Linked DNA regions of Gossypium hirsutum: region 1 is linked to region 2. The links are chromatin contacts, called in public Hi-C maps. All regions are on one chromosome and are shown on one strand. The core of a region is the stretch at or near the end of the contact, and the rest is flanking DNA. Distances in the headings are between cores, read along the strand shown. Region 1 holds the start of LOC121213885. Region 2 holds the start of LOC107922407 (V-type proton ATPase subunit B2).

Region 1 (4,443 bases), core at 749-3,248, 240 kb before region 2:
AGATCCACAACTTATAAATGTTTGGCATATTCATCAAACCAGAAATTATTTAAGAAACGATTCAAGTAAATCGAAATGGATATTTAATATAAGACAATTCAAATATACGAAGAAAAAATTGCAAAAATTTCTCTTGTTTCTATTAGTAAATTCTCAAGACTGTACAAGTTAGAATTCGCCACCCAATCCCGCCACGAAGCCGCTCTTTGCAGGGGAGAACAAAAAGATTGCCCCTCCACTAAGCGGAATCAAAATGGAACTGTATAAGGCAGTGCATAAATCTCAGCTGCCGGAAGAAAATGTGCACACGGGTGCAAACTTGCACTCGCAACACATGTATGATCATTGTCATCAGGTCTTTTGGCCGCGGGTTTCCCTAGCTGCTTTTTAGTTAGAAGCCAGTCTTCATCACCACCATCATTCAGCTCAGCTTCGAGAAGAGGTGGCATCCAATCCTCAATCAAGGTTTTATACTGCAGTGCAGCCTCCAGCAATGTTCCAGAAGAAGAGGAGCCTTGCTCCTTCCTTCTATCATCATGCCGCAGTTTCTGTTCAGGCACAGAAGCGACGGTACAACTTGGCTCTTGAATTGAATCTGTCCTACCAGAACTAGAGCAGGCTGGTTCTTCGCTGCTGATTGATGCATCAGATGCCCGGGGCTTTTTCAAGGAAAATCTAATCTTTATAATGTTTCCTATACATGTACACAACATACAATCAATATCTACATCCCTCCAAGAAACTACAGCAATAGGCAAATTTAGCCCATCTAATACAATAAAGAACACAACTCACCATCAACCCTGCATTCATTATAGGAAGCAGTTTCCCTTTTCCTCTTGTGACTGTTTTGGCTGCCATCAGATATATAGCAAACTGGCGGCTCATGTTCTTCAGTAAGATCACTTCTCTCCAATTGGTCATCTTTATATGCATCTAGAACATCATCAAGCTTCTTAAGTTTCTTGATGGCACCTTGAGTTTTATCCTTCTCTTTCCTTTCCTTCTTTTTCTCCTTCTCCCTCTTCTTATGTAATTTCTGTTCTGTTTTTGGCAAAACCTTTTCTCCCTGGAGCTTTATTGCACAACACAATATGAAATTTAGACAGGCGGGAATGGAAGACCAAAAGATCACGATTGCTTCCAAAAAATTAAAGTTTGGCGGGGAGGGGGTAATTTCACATTGGTTTAGGGTTCTATCAAGATCAATCAGACTATGAATACAAACACCCAGTTCCCACTCCTCTAAACAGACACGAATTACCAAGCTTTTCATTCATTTACATAATCAAACCAAAATCAAGTCCAAAACTTTAAAAAGGAACCCAGAAGTTCTTTTAAAAAACCCCAAACCCAAAAAGGTTCATTCATATATTTGAATAACTACCATAGTTCTCTGCACAGATCCTCGTTGTTCATAATTACAAAGCTATATTATCAACAGTAATTAAAGCGGTTCATTTCATGTTTAAGTTGTTACAAACTCTACAAATATACAAATATATAATCATAATCAAGTATCACAAACGCATGCAGTTGAGCAACGAAAGTGAAAACCAAATACTTTTGCCCAACGAACCTTAATCGATTCGACCAATCCCTGTCTTAAATACCCCGCCGGACGTTGATAAGGAAAACACCGCGACATTATCGGCTATTTTCTTTTCGAAATCCCAAAAACTTCCTCAAGAAACCAAAGAATCAGTAAAGCCAAGATCGCTCAGTATCCGTAGAACTTATAGATCTAGAAGCTTTTTTAATATCTTCCTCTTCAAGAAGGCAAAACGCGTAATCTAGGCGGCTACAGCTAGGATTTCTCAGATATCTGGAAATAAAGAGGACGAGCTAGGGTATATATAGCGTGAGAAAAGTTGGGGAACGACCGACTTTATAATGTCGGCTCTTCGAAGTTTCACTTTTCTTACCGATAATGCCCTCCACTTGTTGCCATTTATTAAAAGGTCTCTTGGGCTTTTTGGTAACTTCGGCTTCAGTTCCGTATACAGTACTGTATTTGGGCTTTTTATTTAACTGCAATTTAACACTTCCGAAATAGTTTTGGTGGGTGAGGACTGAGAAATTTCCTTCTGATTCATGGACGTAGCAAATTCCACGCGGCCAACATCAGTGGAAGCTGGAATAAAATTATATAATAAATGAGGTTTTGGATAAATGTTAAAAATTGTATAAAATCATAAACGTTTAAATAAAGAAAATAAATCTCTAGGTTAAATCTGTAATGTTAATGTTGTTGCTTTGAATTGAAATCATGTTGTTTAATATTTTGGAATGAAACAAATTATTAATTAAAAACAAAGATGCATTTCAATACGATAAATGATTTTAATGCGATTAAAATAGGGGTTTTGTAAAATATTTGATTAAATAAGTATTAAGTACATATACAAGTTGCGTCCGAATGGAGCACTTAAGTAAGCGTCATTTATTTATATTGCATAGAATGACAAGGGTGAGCGAAAATAAGATATGAGAAAATTCTCTGTTGATTTTATATATTTTTATTTGATAATTTTATAACATGTTATCAGCATGTTTTGCTCAATAATCGTTCTTCTTGTTGAAGGTAGAACTTTGTCGAATAAACAACTATAAAGTAAAATACATGTTTCTTGTAAATACGTAAAATTGATATATTATTCCTTGTCCTTAATCTACATGTTTTCATTATTTATGGTTGATTAATTAAATGTTGTTATTCTTTCTTTCTTTTTTATGTATCATAAATATAATTGAAATACATGCTTGATAATTACTCTTTTATGTCTTAATTTCATGGAACATGCATATCATTAATATGATATTAACAAGGTTAGTAATTAAAGCATTATATACTATTAGAATAATTAATCAAATATTTACTAATAGAATGCAAGTAACCTAAAAACTTTTATACCATTATATAATGAATTCATTACATTTGTATCTTCTAATGAATAATAAAAGTTTATTTATGGAATCTTATACAAATAAATATATATCTACTACTTTCGATTTTTTTATTGATTCATTTTATAACCTAATTTTATATTAGACACTATTATGTCGAACCTTATAAAATTTGAATTTGAGGCCCTTGAAATATTAGGTAAGGATTATTTGTCATGAGTGTTCAATGTCGAAGTTCACTTAGAAACTAAAAGGTCTTGGGAATACAATTATGCAAGATCTCGACGCATTTAAACAAGATAAAGCCCAAGCTATGATTTTCCTCTGTCATCATTTTCATGAAGGATTGAAAACAAAATATTTTACTAAAAAAGTTCCACTTGAATTGTGGAATGGTCTAAAAGAAAGATACAACAATCAGAAAACGATAATTCTACCAAAACTCGTTATAATTAGATGCACTTGAAATTGCAAGATTATAAAATAGTGAGTGTAAAATAAGTTGTTGACTAAAATCATGTGGAGAAAAAATAATTGATGGGAACTTATTGGAGAAAACTTTCTCAACTTTTCATGCATCTAATGTGCTCCTACAACAATAATATTGTGGAAAGGGTTTTAAGAAATACTCTAAATTAATCTCATTCCTTTTGGCGGTTGAGCAAAATAATAAGATATTAATGAAAAATCATGAAAGTCTTCCTATTGATTATGACCCATTCCCAGAAGTGAATGCATCAATACATAATAATAATAATAATAATAATAATAATAATAATAATAATAATAATAGAAATGAAAGAAATCATGGTCGCAGTTGTAGTCGTGGTCATGGATGTGGTTGAGGGCTCTATAATTATTGTTATCATGGTGGCAACAATTATCATAACCACCAAAAGAAAAATAAAAGAGAAAAAAATAAAAAGATGATGGTCCAAGTAATCCTTCGAAAGGTATTGAAAATTTGTGCCACTTATGAGGTATGAGTGGGCATTGGTTACATATCTATCGTACACCTAAACATCTTATAAAGCTTTATCAAGCCTCCATAAAAAACAAAAGATATAATATTAAAACAAATTTGGCTTATCGAAATGGTGATGATGTAAAAGGCTAATTTTACTCACAATGATGATGATTTTAACGACCTTGCTTATATGATTTATCTTGATGTAGAAGATTTCTTTGAGGTTAGAAATCAAGAATTGTTAAATATATAATAATATTTCATAATTCTCTAGTGATTTTATAGTTCTTTTTATTTATGTTTGTGTGACTTTAGTATGTTTTGCTATTTTTTTGAGTGCTTAAAATATCTTATTTTATATATTTTCTTTGAATGAAGAATGTGAATTTCCCCAATTCTTTGGTTGAATCAAAGATCAAGAATGAAGACACATGTCTTGCAGACAATACTACCACACATACTATACTTAAAGATCAAAAATATTCTCATTTGATTGAAAATGATGAAAATGTCAACACCATATCTGGCATTACAAAATTAATCTAAGGCTCAGAAAGAGCTACGGTATT
Region 2 (4,690 bases), core at 579-3,078:
GATAGGTAAGACGGTTGGGCTCTACTTCTCAGCACAATGGTGCTTTCCATGTGCTAAGTTCACTCCCAAACTGATATCCATCTACCACAAAATCAAGCGAAGTTTGGAAGGAAAAGGTGGCGGTGAGGATTTCGAAATAGTTTTTGTGTCGAATGATCGTGACCAAAGTAGCTTTGACTCCTACTACGGTACCATGCCATGGCTAGCGTTGCCTTCTTGAGACCCAATAATTAGAACCCTTGCAAAGTACTTCGACGTGCAAGGCATTCCATGTTTGATAATCATAGATCCCGACGGCAAAACAGTGACCAAGCAAGGTAGAAATCTCATAAATCTGTACCAGGAAAATGCATACCCTTTCACTTGTGCAAAACTGGAGTTGCTGGAGAAAGAAATGGAGGAAGAAGCCAAGAGATTACCCAGATCTAATTATCATGCAGGTCACCGCCATGAGCTTACTTTGGTATCGGAAGGGAATGGAGGGGGGCCGTTTATATGCTGCGATTGTGATGAGCAAGGGTCTGGTTGGGCTTACCAGTGTCTGGGGTGTGGCTACGAGGTGCACCCAAGATGCATGAGAGCTGTTGACCCTGCAACTGCTGCCTCAGTTCAACACACCTGATCTTTCATATATGCTAAAATGTTGCTAATTCAGCTTTCATATATGATATTGTAGCTAATGCCATGAAGATCACATTTAAGAGTAACATCATAATCCTTTATAACTGATCAATAATTATATTGTCGACTCAGATTGCAGGTATATTGGGTTTTTTTTTTTTTGGAAAATGAAAATTATGAAACGGTAAAACTTAAAAAACTTAATGAATTAAATACTTTGAAAAATCAAAATTGGAAACAAAAGGAAATTAATTGCTAGAAAGCGGCCATTCACATGGCAATGGCCCATAGACATCAAATTGCAAAAGGCTCCACATAATAATAAAACTAAAATTTGTACACGTTATGGGGGGGCTGTCGTGGCAGCTTCATTTTTGTACTGGTAGATATAAGACATGTGAAACTCCTTTGAAGTTTCCATATTTCTGGATTTTTCCTTTTTTTTATTTTTTATTTTAAGATGTATATAGGTTGGCTTTTCGTTTTTTATATCTGCAAACGAGCAATTTTTTTCTTGCTACTTAGCACAAAATAAAATTTAAAAATAATTTATTTAGAAAAATAATAAACATTATTATAATTATATTTTTATCATTTAAAAATTTTATATAATTAAAAATAAAACAACTAAAATATTATAAATTTATTAACATCAACTAATAATATATGAACTTATTGCACCACATATGCATTTAATATATGGGATATTGAATTTATTTCACTCATAACAATATGGGTAAAAGTGATTTATAAAGTTATGATGTGTTTATTTATTTATTTTTAATATAATTTAAATTATCGATATATCTCAATTTTATTTTAATATTATAATTATAATTATAATTATTTTAATTTCACAAAATTAATGTAATTTAACTAGCAACACCAAATTTAGTAAAAAAAAACTATTATATTAATCTATATTTACTTCTCTAACCCATCACCTAAATTAGTACTTAACTGTAGTTAATTGAGTAATTATATTATGTAATAATATTTTGGAGTTGGAATATGCTACGATGCTAACCTCATCTTTATAGCCACGTTGCATGATATTAAAAAAAAAAAAAAGGGGGGAAACCTATTTCTCCATCAATACAATTAGCATGAAAATGACAAGTCAAGTAAGACATTGAATCCTACATATAATTATCTATAATTTTTTTTAACTCATAAAATTATTGAATCTTAATTTCAAGACGTCTGCAATCTCATAAATGATTTGTCACTTAGTGCTTAATTTCTCCATTTCTTTTCACAGTTCTAATCGTTTACTTGCTCAAATAGAACTGTCCAACTCAAACTAGAGATATCTTGTCATTTTGGGTAATTTTCTCTCATTCGCATTTTCCAAAACATAATCGAGGTAAGAATCGAGTGTTTTAAACCTTTGCAAATTTGGATTCCATCACTCGCCATTCACAAACACGGTTGCTTGTTTGGATCTGAAACAATGTTTCCAAGTTTTTTCTTTTCTTTAGATCTGCTCAACTATTTTATCAGTGTAGACTATACTGATATATGTTTCTGATTCGTTTTCTTCTTAATGTTTATAAAATTTTAATCAGCTTTGAACTTGAAGATGGGTGCTGAAAAGAATTTCATTGACATGGAGGAGGGAACTCTGGAGATCGGAATGGGTAACTTATTCATTTTACATTCATAGCCTAAAATCTGAATTCTGGCCATTGCCTAATTTCAAGTTTTTTTTTAATCTATCATCAATAAATTTCATGATGTTGGAGTCGTTTTGTTTTTAATCTTTTAGTTGACTGGTTATGTAATATGTTTAAATTCATGACATATGTTCGTAATCGTTCTGTGGATTAAAACCTACTTTAAGTCGGATATTTTAATTCTTTAATTTTTTTTAATTAAACAACTACTTTGTGTTTTATGGTTAATATGATCTAAGGCTAGTGGGATGCTATGGTGAGAATTTGTTGTTATTCAATTGGTGTGAAGATTATCTGGAAGATTAAATCGGGGGTTTATGGTTTGCAGAGTATAGAACTGTGTCCGGTGTTGCTGGACCATTGGTCATTCTTGACAAAGTTAAGGTAGGTTTGCTCTTTTATCCCATGATGGTTTTACCTTCGGTGTTAATAGCTAGTTGTTTGATTGTAAAATGCTAATAATTTTGATATGCTTCAGGGTCCAAAGTATCAGGAGATTGTCAATATTCGTTTGGGTGATGGAACAACTCGACGAGGTCAAGTCTTGGAAGTTGATGGAGAGAAAGCAGTTGTGCAGGTATTTTTCCTTGCATTGCAACCTAGAATTCTCTGCACATAGGAGATGATTCATGGCATATTTTATTTAATGATAATCCCAATATTTGATTGTTGTTACTTGTTTTAAGTCCATATTAATGGATCAGGAAATGTGGAGGGGAACAGCATAGTGATAGAAAAGATGCATTTACCATTTACTAAATCCAATAATATAATTTCTGTGAGATATAAACTCCTGAGAGCATTTGGCAACAATTGGTTTGGACTGATTTTAAGTCTGTACTGTGGCATCTTATACTTTTCCCCTTTCTCCTTTACCAGGTTTTTGAAGGAACATCTGGAATTGACAACAAATACACAACTGTGCAATTTACAGGAGAGGTAATAAGTCCGCTTTTCTTTGGTGCTATAGGTTTTATTTTACCTAGGCTTGTAAAACTAGGATGGCAGATAGAATGGTTGCCGTTATAGAATCTTTTGAAAGTTAGAGTATTGGAATATTAGTTTTCACCTTGTTCTGTTTGATGCAAAGTATATGTGCTTGTAGCTGTCTCGTAACAATTTTATCGTTAAATATGAATGATGCTGAGCTTTCTAAAGTAGAGAAATTCTCTGAACACACATTAGTTGCATCTTCAATCATCTTTGTCTGTGATTTTTAACTTTTAACAAAAGGGAGGTCAGTTTAGTTATCTTTATGACTGTTGATTGTTGAGCCACTTCTAATTTATGTTTTGCAGGTTTTGAAAACTCCTGTGTCATTAGATATGCTAGGGCGCATATTTAATGGCTCTGGAAAACCCATTGATAATGGACCTCCTATTTTGCCCGAGGCATACCTAGATATTTCTGGTAATGTGTTAGGCAAACTGTCTATTCTAGTCATTTATAGGTGAGAAAGTTTATTTTACCAGTGTTAATTTATGTCCTTTTTCTTTCTCAGGGAGTTCCATCAATCCTAGTGAGAGAACTTACCCTGAAGAGATGATTCAAACAGGCATATCAACAATTGATGTGATGAACTCAATTGCTCGTGGACAGAAGATTCCTCTTTTTTCTGCTGCTGGTCTTCCTCATAATGAGATAGCTGCTCAAATTTGTCGTCAAGCGGGTCTCGTAAAGCGATTGGAAAAGTCTGATAATCTCCTTGATGTATGTCTACATTGCAGCTTACTGTGGTATTAATAAAGTTTGCCTTGATTGTGTGCTTGATGTTCATGGTTTATTTTGTGGATGTCAATGATTTTTGTTTTTGTCACTTAAGTGAGCTGATACACATTCTTTTTGGAAGCTAGATGCCTGTTTATTTCTCTTATTCCACTTTCAGATTTTTTATTGTCCTGTTCTGTGGATTGACTTTTAGGATCAGGAAGAAGATAATTTTGCCATTGTGTTTGCTGCCATGGGGGTGAACATGGAGACAGCACAATTTTTTAAGAGAGATTTTGAGGAAAATGGATCTATGGAGAGAGTGACCCTTTTCTTGAACCTGGTACTTTCCACTAATTAATCTCATTCTCCCTGCATTTTTCTTTTCCTGCAAGTAATTCAAGTTAAGTATATTCATTTCATTTTGAGTTTTTTTGCCCCATTGAAGATGACTTTCTCTATGAGTATTGATTTCAAGAAATTAGTCCCATTCCTCTCCTTTTTTTTTCCTAAAGAAATTATAACTGGTCTATTTAATGTGTTTTACAGGCCAATGACCCCACTATCGAACGAATTATTACACCTCGAATTGCCCTCACAACTGCAGAGTATTTGGCTTATGAATGTGGGAAGCATGTTCTGGTTATATTGACAGATATGAGTTCTTATGCAGATGCTCTTCGTGA

Evidence for each region. Hi-C and Micro-C count contacts between places; a contact is called where the count stands out from the background.
Region 1: a Hi-C map of leaf shows a contact between it and region 2, with 2.1 times the contacts expected there. The contact joins the promoter of LOC121213885 here to the promoter of LOC107922407 in region 2. A contact is called at or near these places in 2 of 34 Hi-C or Micro-C datasets (both in leaf).

What each region holds. Positions count from the first base shown.
Region 1 is chrD01:17,177,870-17,182,312 of Gossypium_hirsutum_v2.1, reverse strand. LOC121213885 reads right to left here and starts at 1,998. Exons shown (of 3, transcript XM_041087223.1): 1 at 1,580-1,998; 2 at 796-1,075; 3 at 119-694. The coding sequence starts at 1,648. The coding sequence ends at 249. It overlaps LOC121213884 (proline-rich receptor-like protein kinase PERK15), which reads left to right. Exons shown (of 9, transcript XM_041087220.1): 9 at 1-1,710.
Region 2 is chrD01:16,939,073-16,943,762 of Gossypium_hirsutum_v2.1, reverse strand. It overlaps LOC107922407 (V-type proton ATPase subunit B2), which reads left to right and starts at 1,828. Exons shown (of 15, transcript XM_016852435.2): 1 at 1,828-1,987; 2 at 2,190-2,261; 3 at 2,626-2,681; 4 at 2,776-2,874; 5 at 3,177-3,236; 6 at 3,596-3,707; 7 at 3,799-4,007; 8 at 4,219-4,347; 9 at 4,554-4,690. The coding sequence starts at 2,204. It also overlaps the pseudogene LOC121213880.